3 separate regions of the Macaca mulatta genome follow, and regions 1 and 3 are each linked to region 2. A link is a contact called in public Hi-C data. All regions are on one chromosome and are shown on one strand. The core of a region is the stretch at or near the end of the contact, and the rest is flanking DNA. Distances in the headings are between cores, read along the strand shown.

Region 1 (4,699 bases), core at 1,805-4,304, 430 kb after region 2:
AGAACCGAAACTGAGGCTGGGCACGGTGGCTCACGTCTGTAATCTCAGAACTTTAGAAGGCAGAGGTGGGTGGATCACCTGAGGTCAGGAGGTTGAGACCAGCCTGGCCAACATGGTGAAACCCTGTCTCCACTAAAAATGCCAAAATTAGCCAGGCTTGGTGGTGAGTGCCTGTAATTCTAGCTACTCAGGAAGCTGAGGCAGGAGAATTGCTTGAACCTGGGAGGCGGAGGTTGCAGTGAGTGGAGATCATGCCACTGCACTCCAGATGAAATGACAGAGCAACAATGCGTCTCAGGAAAAAAAAAAAGATCAGTGGGATTACTTGGCATATTTCTGTTTCTTTCAGGGAAATTTATCCTAAGAAAGAGAAAGGATTATTTCAGTTCTCTCTGACAAACTTATTTTAAAAAGAGCCCTAGATCTTACACATAATTTCCTCGTGAGTCTCTAGAATTCTAAACAGGAAAGCACATTGTTAATGTTATATATTTTTTTAATAGGGCTATTTTTAGACTGGATAGAATAGCAGAATAGTTTGTGTTTTGTGTGGACTTCAGAGTACACTGAAGCCTATAAAATAACCAATCTTGTTAGACATCTATATCCGAAGTCATACGACTCCAAGCATAGTATAACCCCTGTATATTTCTAAAGACTATCCTATTGTTATGTTTTTGGCTTTTTTTTTTTTTTTCTGAGATGGAGTTTCGCTTTTGTTGTCCAGGCTGGAGTGCAGTGGCATGATCTCAGCTCACTGCAACCTCCGCCTTCCGGTTTCAAGCCATTCTCCTGCCTCAGCCTCATGAGTAGCTGGGATTACAAGCACGTGGCACCACTCCTGGCTGATTTTTGGATTTTTAGTAGAGACGGGGTTTCACCATATTGGTCAGGCTGGTCTTCAACTTCTGACCTCAGGTGATCAGCCCGCCTGGACCTCCCAAAGTGCTGGGTGTGAGCCACTGCTCCTGGCCATGTTTTTGCTTTTATGATGTATTTATTATAATTAGAATTTGTTCGATGCTACTGCAGGATATGAGTAATTATTAAGAGAAAATATGACTTTTTAACAAAGCAGTTTCAGCCGGGCGCGGTGGCTCAAGCCTGTAATCCCAGCACTTTGGGAGGCCGAGACAGGCGGATCACGAGGTCAGGAGATCGAGACCATCCTGGCTAACACGGTGAAACCCCGTCTCTACTAAAAAATACAAAAAACTAGCCGGGCGAGGTGGCGGGCGCCTGTAGTCCCAGCTACTCGGGAGGCTGAGCCAGGAGAATGGCGTGAACCCGGGGGTGGAGCTTGCGGTGAGCTGAGATCTGGCCACTGCACTCCAGCCCGGGTGACAGAGCGAGACTCCGTCTCAAAAAAAAAAAAAAAAACGAAAAGAAACAAAAAAAAACAAAAAAAAAACAAAGCAGTTCCAGGAATACATTGCAGACAAAAAAAGATGACTGCTTAAAATAGGTCTACTGTTAAAATATTTTCTATATTAAGGAACCTTCGTGAGATCCCTGACACCATTGTGAACACAACCTTGTGTGATTATGTTACATGATTTTCCTTTCATCCTTTTTCATTGTATCTAAGTTCTTGGCCATGCAGACACAACTGACAACACTTAATCTCTCTTGAAGACATTTTTCAATCTCTAAGTGACTACTGACTTCAACATATCTATCTTGTTTTTACCACAGCATTTTGAAACATCAGTGTAGGCCGGGCGCAGTGGCTTACGCCTATAATTCCAGCACTTTAGGGGGCCGAGGCAGACGGATCTGCTGAGGTCAAGAGTTCCGGACCTGCCTGGCCAACATGGTGAAACCCCGTCTTTACTGAAAACACAAAAATTAGCCAGGCATGGTGGCGGGTGCCTATAATCCCAGCTACTCAGGAGGCTGAGGCAGGAGAATCGCTTGAATAACTCGGGAGGCAGTTAGCAGTGAGTTGACATCACGCCATTGTACTCCAGCCTGGGCGACAGAGCAAGACTGTCTCAAAATTTAAAAAAAATAAAAATAAAATAAAATAAAAATCTGATTAATAGGGAAAATCTATATGTATACTTACAAAAAAATGCTTTTCAGGGCTGGGTGCGGTGGCTCACGCCTGTAATCCCAGCACTTTGGGAGGCTGAGGCGGGTGGATCACCCACCTGAAGCGGGTGGTCTCGACGAGGAGTTTGAGACCAACCTGACCAACATGGAGAAACCCTGTCTCTACTAAAAATACAAAATTAACCGGGTGTGGTGGTGCATGCCTGTAATCCCAACTACTTGGGAAGGCTGAGGAAGAAGAATCGCTTGAACCCGGGAGGCGGACACTGTGGTGAGCCGAGATCGCACCATTGCACTCCAGCCTGGGCAACAAGAGCGAAACTCCATCTCAAAGAAAAAGAAAAAATTGCTTTTCAAATTTTTGCATTTCTGACAGCTGGATGTCCCCACCTGCCAACCAGTCCTGTGGCCCCCACCCAGGATCTGACTTAGCCCAAGAGGACAGCTTTAATCCCCTATGATTTCATCTCCTCCACCCAACGAATCAGCGGGCCCCCTACCCTGGCCCCTGCCCACCAAACTATCTTGGAAAAATCCCTAATCTCCAAGCCATTGGCAAGATTGATTTGAGTAATATCTCCATCTCTCACGTGGCATAGCTGGCTTCTTCACATCAGTGAAACTCTTTAATGCCACAGTCTTGAGTGGATTTTGTTTGTGAGCTGGTCAGGAAGAACCCCTCGAGCCGTTACAAATATGGGGACATTGTGGAGAACCATTTTAGGGACCCCATCCCACTGAGTACCACGAATACAGAAAAAATCTGTGATCCCGTTTATATGTTTTAGAAGTGAGAGAAACTCCAAATGAGATATGGCCAAGTTGTGCAACAGAATTTAGAATTTATTCAATATTACAGTGTTTGTATCACAGAGAACATCTTTGTCGTTTATACAGGCAATTTTCCTTGGGGCTCCCATGCTATTGAACACTGTAACGTTGATTTTGGAGAGAATCCCTGGGGATGGGGGAGGCATCGTCAACATTCCAATGCAGCATCAGCTAATTCACATGCAACAAAGACTCTCTCAATGCAGAACCATGCAAGAGCTTTCGGGAAAGTACAGCTCATTCAACATCAGAGAATTCACAATGGAGGAAAATCGTATGTACGTAATGGATGTAAAAATGCTTTGAGATGGTGCCCAGAGCTAATCAGACATCTGGGATTTTGTAGCAGAGAGGGGCCTTGTGAGTATAATGGATGAGGAAGAACCTTCAATCAGAGTTCCATTCTTAGACAATATCAGCTAATTCGGTTGGGACTTAAAATGGTCATACGTAATGAAGACGGAAAACTCGGGGAAGCGTGGAGAAAACGGAATGTGAGATCATTCACACTGGAGAGAAGCCTCCGGAGTATAATTAGTGTGGAAAATCACTTGGGGACAAGCTTAGCTTTCTCATCATTGGAGAATTCACACAAAAAAAGGAATGAGCTTGGACAGAACGTGGGAGAACTTTCAGGCACTAATCAGGCCAATTCATCCCCAAGAAAAACCTTGATGACGAAGAAGGGGAAAATGTCTTCCAGTTTTTTTCCTTATTGGATTTCAGAGAATCCTCAGTGATACACAGCGAAACTTGCTGGAGGAATTCAGGGTTTACTAAGATTCACATTAAAGCGTTAACCCCATTAAAGTACGGTTTAAACTTTTTTGCTTCTTTCACCGCAGTCAAAGCTTTCATTCCTTACGTCTCTGTTGAGTGAATAAAGCAACAAGCAAACATCAATGGTGCACTGACTTTGCCCTTCAAAACATCATACAAGCCGGGTGTGGTGGCTTATGCCTGTAATCCCAGCACTTTCGGAGGCTGAAGCGGGCGGATCATGAGGTCAGAAGTTCGAGACCAGCCTGGCCAACATAGTGAAACCACGTCTCAACTAAAAATAAAAAAATTAGCTGGGCATGGTGGTGCTTGCCTGTAGGGTCAGCTACTCAGGAGGCTGAGGCAGGAGAATCGCTTGAACCTGGGAGGTGGAGGTTGTGGTGAGCCGAGATTGTGCCACTGCACTCCAGCCTGGGCAACAGAGTGAGACTCCATCTCAAAAACAAAAACAAAAACAAAAACAAAAATCATACAATATGTGGGGTGCAGAAGGACAGCATTGAGAGGTGCTGGGTTTGGTGCAACAATGGCAGTTGCAAATTCTGATATCATCGAAACACACCATGGGTGGGCCCCGTATATCTGATGATCTTCCAGGGGCCACATCTCTATAAATGCTGAAGATTATTTGGAGTTGGGGCTGGGGGTGCTTTTTCTCCAGGTCTGGGTAAAATGAAGTAATATGTATTTCAAAGATACATTAGGAGGATGCCAGTTTCTCTTTGTTTTATATTTTCAAAAACAGAGATTTAAAGAGGACGAGCTAGAGCTCTTGCATTCAGCTTCGCATTTCATAAGGGAAGAATCAGGCATATGTCCTGTGTTGAAGCAACACACACACACACACACACACACGCACACCATGTTTGGTGAAAGTCAGACCAGAAGAAAGCTTTCTCTAGTCCTCATCAACTGATTGCTTCTCTCCTACCAGCCTTGTTCGTGTCCTTGGACCAGCTAAGTCTTCCAAAATACATTCTTGCCTCTCCCTACAGTAACTCTCCCATTGGGTTCTTAATAGAAGTGAGTTAGG
Region 2 (4,468 bases), core at 804-3,303:
TCCACACGTTGAGGTAGAGGCAGTCCTCGCTCAGCTCACGGTTGGGGTTCCACATCTCGGTGCCCTCAAAACCTGGGTATAAGGTATCCACATACTGGTAGCAGACACTCTGGAAGGTTGTAGCATCTACCACCCCTGACCAAGGCTGCTTGGGCTCCGGTGGCAGAAAGCGACGAGGTCCCGTGGGTGGCTCCGCAAAGGGGATGCCCAGGAAAGCAGAGACGGGGCCCCCGGGGGTCTTCAGACGAATGCCCCGCAGCCGGCCCCCACGCACAGTCACCAGCAGCTCTGCATCCTCCCGGCCCTCAGCCCCCACTCCTCCTCCCAGGAGCCAGAGAAGGAGGAGAAGGAGTGGGGAAGCCAGGGAAAGCGTGTGCAGGGGACACTGCGGGGGCCTCATGGCTGCAGGGCAGGCGGTGTCTGCTGGGAGAAAGAAAGGGAAAGGGTGAAAGGTCGGTCGAGAAGCCAGGAGGGAGGAGATTAGGACATGGTCGGCCCAAGGGTTATCGCTCAGCTGCAGAGGAGGTGGGGCAGGTTGGCAAAGATGAGGGGAGACAGGGAGGGAGGGAAGGAGACAGGCAGAGACAAGGACACAGGCCATTGGGCAGGAGGGGACGGAGATCAGGCAGACACCCACATCCAGACAAATGAACAGAGAAGAGCACCCTCTCTACCCCCCAGGAGTCCGCCGCCCTCACCTCTTCCCCGAACTGGGCCGAGCCCAGCTCGTGCAGTGCGGGCACCAGAGGCCTCAGTCCACGCACAGGCCACCCGACAGGGGCGCGGCCTCACGGACGGGCGGTGCCGCTGGGGGAGCTTGCTGCGGCCTGAAGGCGCAGCCCCGCTCTCCTGCGTTGGCCAGGCCCGGGGCCCTGGGGGACGGTGGGCTGGGCATTCAGGGTGTGGAAGCCTTAGGTCCCGGGGTCCCCCAAATCCTGTCTAGTCCACTCCCCCCCAACCCTGCCCCATCTCATCCAATGTCTGGCACCGAGCACTGATGCCCGCGGGTTCCCATCAGCTGCGCACGCTCCCAGCCCAGCCCCAGCAAACAGGCTAGCCAGCCCGTGTCCCCCAGGACTCGAGAGCCCCCATCCGTCTGAAGCTGCCGTGCACGCCGCCGCCGGCGGAGGGCAGTAGAGACCGAGAAAAGGTTGGCGCTCCCCGCCCCGAGCCGGGAACCTGGAGCCGGGAACTTGGGGTGGGGGACTGGGGGATCAAGGGCCTTGCGGAGCCGCCTGAAGGGCGAGCCAGGACGCTTGTGTTCCCGGGGCTCCGGAGATCCCCGGCTGCAGGGGCGGGGGCGCTATTTTGGGGGCAGCAGCTGTTACGGTTCCGGCATCTCCAGCCAAAGGATCAAAATTCCCCGGGTGGGAACTCCCCCCTCTCCCGCCGGTCACCCCTCGCCCAGCCCCCACTGTCCTGAGCTGGGGGTGGTGATGCTGCTGGAGATTAACTAGGAAACCCAAGTGGCGCTAATTATAACTCGGGGCTTCCGCTGAGCCTCCCCTTCCCAAAAAATAGAGATGGAGTCTCCGCAGGAGGGGGCGTCCTGGGCCTGGGAGGGGGCCTCTGCGGGGCGCTGCGCAGGGGCGCTGGGCTTGCGGCCCTGTGGATGGGGGTTCCCAGCCCGGCGCCGGGAACCTGCGCAGCTCGGGTACCGCCCCAATCAGGGGGTGTCTTCCAGTGGCCCCGGACTAGGGAGCGATCGGGGAAAGGGCGCTCGGGGGTCCCCGCAGGAATCGGAGCGCAGAGGCGGCGGGCTTGAGCTCCTGCGTGGGCGTCGGTGAGTGTGAAGCGGCCGGGGAAGAGTTCCGGACGAGTGCTGGGCAGCGGAGGGCGGCGCTGGGCAGGCCCGGCGACGCGGGAGCCGTCCCGTTAGGGGGGCCTGGACCCTTCGGGGAGCGCACGGTGTCCCGGACGCGGGCCGGAAGGAGTGTCCCGGGCGGGGAGGGAGACTCACCTGAGGCGGCCGAGCCGGGCCGGGCCGGGCCGCGCCGGGAGCTGGAGGCGGCCGATGTTCCCCGGCGCAGGCTGAGCCGACTCTGACAGCCGCCGCCTCCGGCCCCCCACACACACCCCCTGCGGGCTGCACAGCGCCCCCGCCCGCCCCCGCCCACTGTCTCCGCCCCCGCCCCTCCCCGCTTCCCCGGGCGGCCACCTCCCCTCTCTCTCCCTCCCTCGGAGCCGAGACCCGGAGACCCCGGGGCCCAGACGCACTCCAGTGCCAGACGCCGACCGACGACAGACGCGCAGTGACAGACGCGACCCAAAGACCTGCAGCGGCGGAGCAGACACCCACGTGACAGACAGACGGACAGAAGCCCGTGGAGACAGACACGCGCAGACGGACGACCTCATGCAGCGACAGGCACAGACAAACGCAGGCACCGACTTTCACAGACGGACGGACACACTTGGACACCCTGATGGTCTCGCTCGAGGCTGGGGAAGTTAGCGCAAGGCCAAGGGGCCATGCATCCACGGCCACGACAGAGACAGGGGTGGCATGGTTGGAGAGGCATGTGGGAGTGTGGCCGAGGACCGTCCCGTTAGGGGTCCAGGTGGCACTGGTGCAGAAATGGTGACGTGGGACACTCCTGGGGATGAAGGGACACCTGTGGGAATGGAGGTGTAAACATGGGATCGCGAGTGGAAATGAGGTGGGGGGGCATGGAGACAGGAGACTCCCGGGGGGAGGAAAGGGTGACTCGGGGACACCTGAGAAGGCAGGCCAGCGTGGTGGCACGCGCAAGGCTGCGGGTCGAGGCCGCACTCCGCGGTGGCAGTGGAAACTTCTGGAATCCCCGCGGGTGGGTCTGCGCTGGTTCCCTGACGGGTGACCTCGGACTTTCGTCACCAGGGTCCGGTCGGGGCATGACATCACCAGGCCTAGCATTCATTGGCCGCACTGCTGGCAGGTGGGAGCGGCCTGGCCCGGGCGCCCCTAGTCTGCTCCAAGGGGCCTGACCCGCGCAGATTGCCCCCCGCCCCGCCCTCCAGGAGGTCACCCGTGTGGACAGGGCTGCTGCAGCAGGGTCCCCACACCAGAGGTGCAGGCGGCAATACCGCGCGGCGCCCGCTTTCCGGAGGCTGCGGGCTCGGGAACCCCCAGGCCCCCGCGTGGGAGAGCGGCCGGCGCAGGCCAGCGTCGGGGCGTGCGTGCGCGCGCGCGGCGGTGCGGGGCGCGGCGTGGGATGGGCGCGTGCGCGCACGCTCGCTCTGGCTGCCTCGCGCCCCGCAGCGCCCCGGGAACGCGTGCGCCGCCGCTTGGGACCGCGAGCGCTGGGTCTCGGGGCCTCGCAGGGGTTGAATCCGGAGTCTTGCCTGTCCCTGGGCCGCGCGGTTCCCGGCTTTCCAAGCTGGGCGCGCCCCACGCCCGCTAGCCCCACGGGAACCGGGTCCCGCAGGCATGGACACTCGCACTCTGCTCGCTGGAGACGGCCGCCAGGTGGCGCAAAAAGCAGCCGCTTGGGCCTTGGAGACTGAGCTGGGTTGGGGGTGTTGGGGAGATGAACCCCTCGGCATCTGTGCCCACTGTCTCCGGCTCTCCCCGCCCCAAGCTCAGACAACCCCAGATCTCCTGCCTGGACACCGAGGCTCCCTGCATCCGGCCTTCAGCGTCCTAGCCGCACTAGTTGAAGGCTCCCCACTGGCCAGACCGTGTGCCCTAGTTGAGGTCCCTGAAGATCAGGTGTAAGGGCTGTGCATGGGTGCAGGGGACAGGAGAATGGACGGTGGGTGTTGCTGCGGGGGGAATGGATCTGAGGCAGGTTTCTAAGCGTGGTAATTATGAATCATTAAAATGATGGGGCCGGGTGCGGCCCCTAGTGCAGTGCCTGTAATCCCAGCACTCTGGGAGGCTGAGGCGGGAGGATCGCCTCAATCCAGGAGTTGGAGACCAGCCTGGACAACATAGCGAGACTCCCTTCTCAGCAAAAAAATAAAATAGTGGAAACAAACCATGAACGAGTGTGCTGAGGCCTGCCCAAGTCCTGAGGCTTTAGGGAATTTTGACCCTGCTAGTGATAAAGGCTTGCCCTATCACCCTGCAGACGAACTGTGCCACGCAGGTGTCACCTCTGTCGTCACAAGTTTCTAGGCCTGTACAATGAAGATAGGGAGGGCAGGGACAGTTTATCACCAGGGTTATCATTTCCTGGAACTATCCCTCTTTTCGCCTTGAGCTCTCAGCAACCTTTGTCAACACAGGCACCTAACCTGTCAAGCCAGGAGGCCTTTCCCTACATAGTCTAGCATAGTAAACTCCCCAGCATCCTCTAGGACCCCACCCTCAATAGCTGTCACTGCAGGGATGTCCTTGATTTTTCCCATTTCTTCTCTCACCATTTATTTTTATCCAGGAATCAGCCTTGCTTCTACTACCAGTTCCGCCAATTCAGAGAATTCCCCTACCCCTCTTTTATCTCTGTCTCCCACCTTGGCAGGAAGCCCCAATTTTTTTTTTTGT
Region 3 (4,312 bases), core at 296-2,795, 310 kb after region 2:
CCATAATTCCAACACTTTGGGAAGCCGAGGAGGTTGGATAGCCTGAGCCCAGGAGTTCCAGACCAGCTTGGGTAGCATGACAAAACCCTGTCTCTACAAAACATACAAAAATTAGCTGGGTGTTGGGGGGGCACGCCTGTAGTCCCAGCTACTTGGGAGACTGAGGTGGGAGGATCGCTGGAGCCCAGGAGGTGGAAGCTGTAGTGAACTATAATCATGCTACTACACTCCAGACTGGGCAACAGAGTAAGACCCTGTCTCAAAAAAAGAAAAAAGAAAAAAGAAAGAAAAGGAAAAATTAAGACAGTGTGTTCCTCTGTTTGCTTTCTGAGGACGCCCTACTCCGTAAGGGGACAGCTTTCAATAAACTCTCTCTTCTCATAGCACTCTGCGGCTTGCTTTGAATTTCTTCTGCATGAGATACAAGAATCCTCTCTTGGGGTCTGGATCAGGACCCCTTTTTCCAGTAACACGTAGACACACACACACATTCAGTTTAAAAGCCCATATTACAATGTACATCCACCTCATCTTCACACTGAGATTTGGGTTACATCTGTCCCTTTTTGAGTTTTGACCCAAGTTAACCTTTTAAGACGCTCTTTATTTCTTCCCCTTTTGCCTCAATTCACTTTCCTCCTCCTTCTCCTTACATGCCTTTTATAGCAGCCTCTCCTTTTCTCTTTTATTCATTTTCTACACATTTCTCTTACTTTAAGATCAGAAGTCAGGCGCGGTGGCTCACACCTGTAATCCCAGCACTTTGAGAAACCAAGGCGGGAGGGTCTCTTGAACCCAGGAGTTCGAGACCAGCTTGGGCAACATAGTAAGACCCCTGTCTCTACAAAAAAAAAATTTAAAAATTAGCTGGGCATGATGGTGTGCGTCTGTAGTCCCAGCTACTCAGGAGGCTGAGGCGGGAGGCTCGCTTGAGGCCAGGAGTTCAAGGCCGCAGAGAATCACGATCTCACCACTGCACTCCAGCCTGGGTGACGCGACCAGACCCTGTCTCTAAAAAGAAAAAAAATAGAGGGGTGTATCTATCACGCTCTCAATAGATATTTAGCTTGAGTTCTATACTTTTTTCATGACCGTTTGTCTCCTGTTTTTCAGGTCCTTCCTCCTCCCCTACACTCAATTCCCACCCTGCTCCCTCTTCACAGCTCACGCCCCTTCCAGGGGTCCTGCCTGCTGCCTCGAACTCCAATGATCGTCCCATTCACCTCTCACCCCTTTTCCCGCCTTTTTGCCCCACAAGGCTTCAAAGCGCGAGGATCTCATTGTCCTCCTCCCCCATCCTCCAACCAGCCCACAGGACAGCCGCGTTACCATGACGACCGGGCTCCTAGAAGCTGCAGTCAAGGACCTGGTTGCCATGGTTTCCGCTTCTCCGCCTCCAGCCCCGCCCGCGCTCCCCGCGGCGTCGGCGCCTGCGCAGTGTGTGGCGTGTCGGGAGTCAGAACCTGGGCGGGACGGGGCGGGGCTTCGGCCGAGAGGGAGGGAAGCCGGAGAAAGGATAAGAAAGGGAGTGGGACTGGCGCCTACGGTGGCCGAAGTGGGACGCGCCGAGCCGGAGGCTGCAGGATGGTAGGCTGTGCGAAGAGGGAGGGGAGGGGGAAGCGAGGGGCGTGGGCTGCACCTGCGGGGGTCCTCGGGGGCCGCCCTCGGGGTGAGCCTCTCTGTCTTCCCTCTGGTCCTCAGAGGCCTCCCTTGCCTCAGCTGGTGGGCGAGCCGGGCTCGGGAGGAAGAGTGGGAGGTGGCATTCGGGAGAGGGGCGGGGAGGGGGTGCATTTGCAGGGCGAGCGTGGGCTGACGAAGGGGCGGCGGGGCAGTCCCGAGCCGGGAGGGGCGCTTGGGTCTTGGCTCCCGGGGGTCCCTCGATCCCCGCCGCAGGGAAGCAGCCTAAAGCAGAGGGTTGTGGGGGTCTCTTTGCAGAGGGAGGGAGTGGGGGGTCACCGAGAACCCCTTCCCGGGCGGCACGGGCGGGAGCGGGGACCCCGGTGGGGAAAGGGGTGTGGGAGGGGAGTTTCCGGGTCGGAAAAGAGAGCGCCCTATTGGGTTCGTGGCGGTGCTTGCCTAGAGGCTGGGCCCAGGTAAGGAAGAGAGGTGGACTCGTGGTTTTGCTCCGAGGGACCCAGGCTTTGGGATCCCGGGCTCCAGGGCTCTCTGCCCCCAATCCCACTCTGTTTCCGGAACCCAGGCCTTCCGTCTTCCTGCTCGCTCCCCACCCCCCTATCTGAGCGCCGCACGAGGCTCCCCGGCGCCCCTCTTTTCCCCTCCACCAAAAAAATCAGTTCTCCTGAATTCTGATTTTTCACCTACTAAGCTATACAGTGCCACACACCCAGGGATTCCAACCCTGGGCATGTCCATGAATAGGAGAGCTGCTGGGGGAAGGAGAAGACTCCAGGATGTGGCCCAGACCCCCTGGAACTGGGAAGCTGGGGTGCACTGGGCAGTGAGGGTTCTGTCTTCCATCCCACTTGACCCAGCTTGCTGTCTGTTCTGCAGACATTCTTCAGGGGAACCCCCTGGGTGGCGGGGCCCTGAGGGAGATTGGTCACCTGGTGTCTGGGGAGGAGTGGGCGCTTAGCAGGAGGCACCCTAAAAGGGAGAAAAGTTAAAGAGAAATGTCAAAGACATCTGGGTACCCGCAGAGAGGAAGGTGGGATTTGGGCATCTCCATACCCTGTGTGGTGTTGGAAATACATACTGCAGAGGAGGATACCCCTGGCACTGGAGGGTGGTGTGTTTGGGATATCATTAAGATCTTATGGTTATGATGGGGTGGAAAATTGAGGTAGCTTCTCCAGGGACAAAATACCAGATTTCAGCACGGTGGTGGATAGAGAGAGGGTGGAAGAGAACAGGCATTTCTTTGGCATTGGTTACTGGTTTCTTGTCGCTCTGCTAGGCATTTTACTTACCTTTAGAAAGCAGAACCAGTAAGCAAGAGGTCAGGGAATCATGGTAATAATAATAGTAACTAACAACCGGGTGCAGTGGCTCACACCTGTAATGCCAGCACTTTGGGAGGCCGAGGTGGACGGATCACCTGAGGTCGGGAGTTCGAGACCAGGGCCTGGCCAACGTGGTGAAACCCCGTCTCTACTAAAAATACAAAAATTAGCTGGGTGTGGTGGCACATGACTGTAATCCCAGCTACTCAGGAGGCTGAGGCAGGAGAATCACTGGAACTCAGAAGGCGGAGATTGCACTGAGCAGTGATCGCACCACTGCACTCCAGCCTGGGTGACAGAGAGAGACGACAGAGAGAGACTTTGTCTCAAAAAAAATAATAATAGCTAACATGTTATACTGCCTGCCTGTGCTAGGGACTTGCATATATTAACTCATTTAGTCTCAACAACTGTGCAAGGCAGGTACGATGTCCATTTTACAGATAAGGAAACTGAGGCCCAGAGACTTACAGTAGTAATTGGCCCAAGGCCCTGCATAACTAGTAGAGCCAGGATTTGAACCCAAATGATGGACTCAGAAGCTCTGACTTCCCCCTGCTGGTGGAAATACCCAGCATTGAGAGCAAGGGGCTGGATGTTGGAAGAAAGTAGAGAAGAATTAGCCGGGATGAGTTTGGGGAATATGTGTTTACCCTTGGTTCTGCCCTCCCATCCCCCGCAGATGCGATTCATGCTGCTATTCAGCCGGCAGGGAAAACTGCGGCTGCAAAAATGGTACCTGGCCACTTCGGACAAGGAACGGAAGAAGATGGTGCGGGAGCTTATGCAGGTTGTCCTGGCTCGCAAGCCCAAGATGTGCAGCTTCCTGGAGTGGAGGGACCTCAAAGTTGTCTATAAGAGGTGACTCCCCACCTACTTTCAGACCTGCCTAGATTCGAGTTGGGCAGTGGGTTAAAATGGCTGAGAAATGGTCATCCTTTAGGTCAGGGAGACCTGGGAGCTGAGGACCTCTGGAGGACAGTGATGAATGTCAGCTTCCTTTTTTTTCCCCCCCAAACTCTTAAATAAGTTCTTGTTTACCACTTGGTTTTGCTCACGCGCAACACCTGCCTCACTCACGTTTCCCTTTGGGCCCTATCTTGCCCCACCGCACATGTCCCTTGCAGTCGGTCCTGCCCTACTTTTCCTAACACACACGCGCACACACCCTTTCCAGTTCCTTCTCTTCGGAGCAGGTAAATTACTTGGCTCAGGTTTTTGCTGAGTCAGACTTAGGAGGTCAGAGGGCAGGAAGGAAAAAGTGTGCATTCTTTGAGTGTTTTAAAGACAGCACAAAGAGGCAAATGAGTTACTCTTTACATGCCCTGGGGCCACCCCACCTGTGGCCAGCC

Evidence for each region. A called contact is a pair of places that touch in the nucleus more often than the background predicts.
Region 1: a Hi-C map of fetal cortex germinal zone shows a contact between it and region 2, with 3 times the contacts expected there. The contact joins the enhancer-like site here to the promoter of ACHE in region 2. A contact is called at or near these places in 2 of 14 Hi-C or Micro-C datasets (fetal cortex germinal zone and fetal cortical plate).
Region 3: a Hi-C map of fetal cortex germinal zone shows a contact between it and region 2, with 4 times the contacts expected there. The contact joins the promoter of AP1S1 here to the promoter of ACHE in region 2. A contact is called at or near these places in 2 of 14 Hi-C or Micro-C datasets (fetal cortex germinal zone and fetal cortical plate).

The regions. Positions count from the first base shown.
Region 1 is chr3:48,538,592-48,543,290 of T2T-MMU8v2.0, forward strand. No RefSeq gene overlaps it. Among named protein-coding and RNA genes, the nearest start is that of FIS1, 28 kb to the left of the region's middle. Within about 2 kb of position 3,055, at least 5 of the 40 cell types and tissues checked have an H3K27ac peak or open chromatin away from gene starts, as enhancers often do. A contact at or near this core is called in fetal cortex germinal zone, where this site is marked.
Region 2 is chr3:48,105,171-48,109,638 of T2T-MMU8v2.0, forward strand. It overlaps ACHE (acetylcholinesterase), which reads right to left and starts at 2,054. Exons shown (of 5, transcript NM_001128088.2): 1 at 1,961-2,054; 2 at 1-420. The coding sequence starts at 400.
Region 3 is chr3:48,412,965-48,417,276 of T2T-MMU8v2.0, forward strand. It overlaps AP1S1 (adaptor related protein complex 1 subunit sigma 1), which reads left to right and starts at 1,546. Exons shown (of 5, transcript XM_077996579.1): 1 at 1,546-1,587; 2 at 3,643-3,821. The coding sequence starts at 1,585.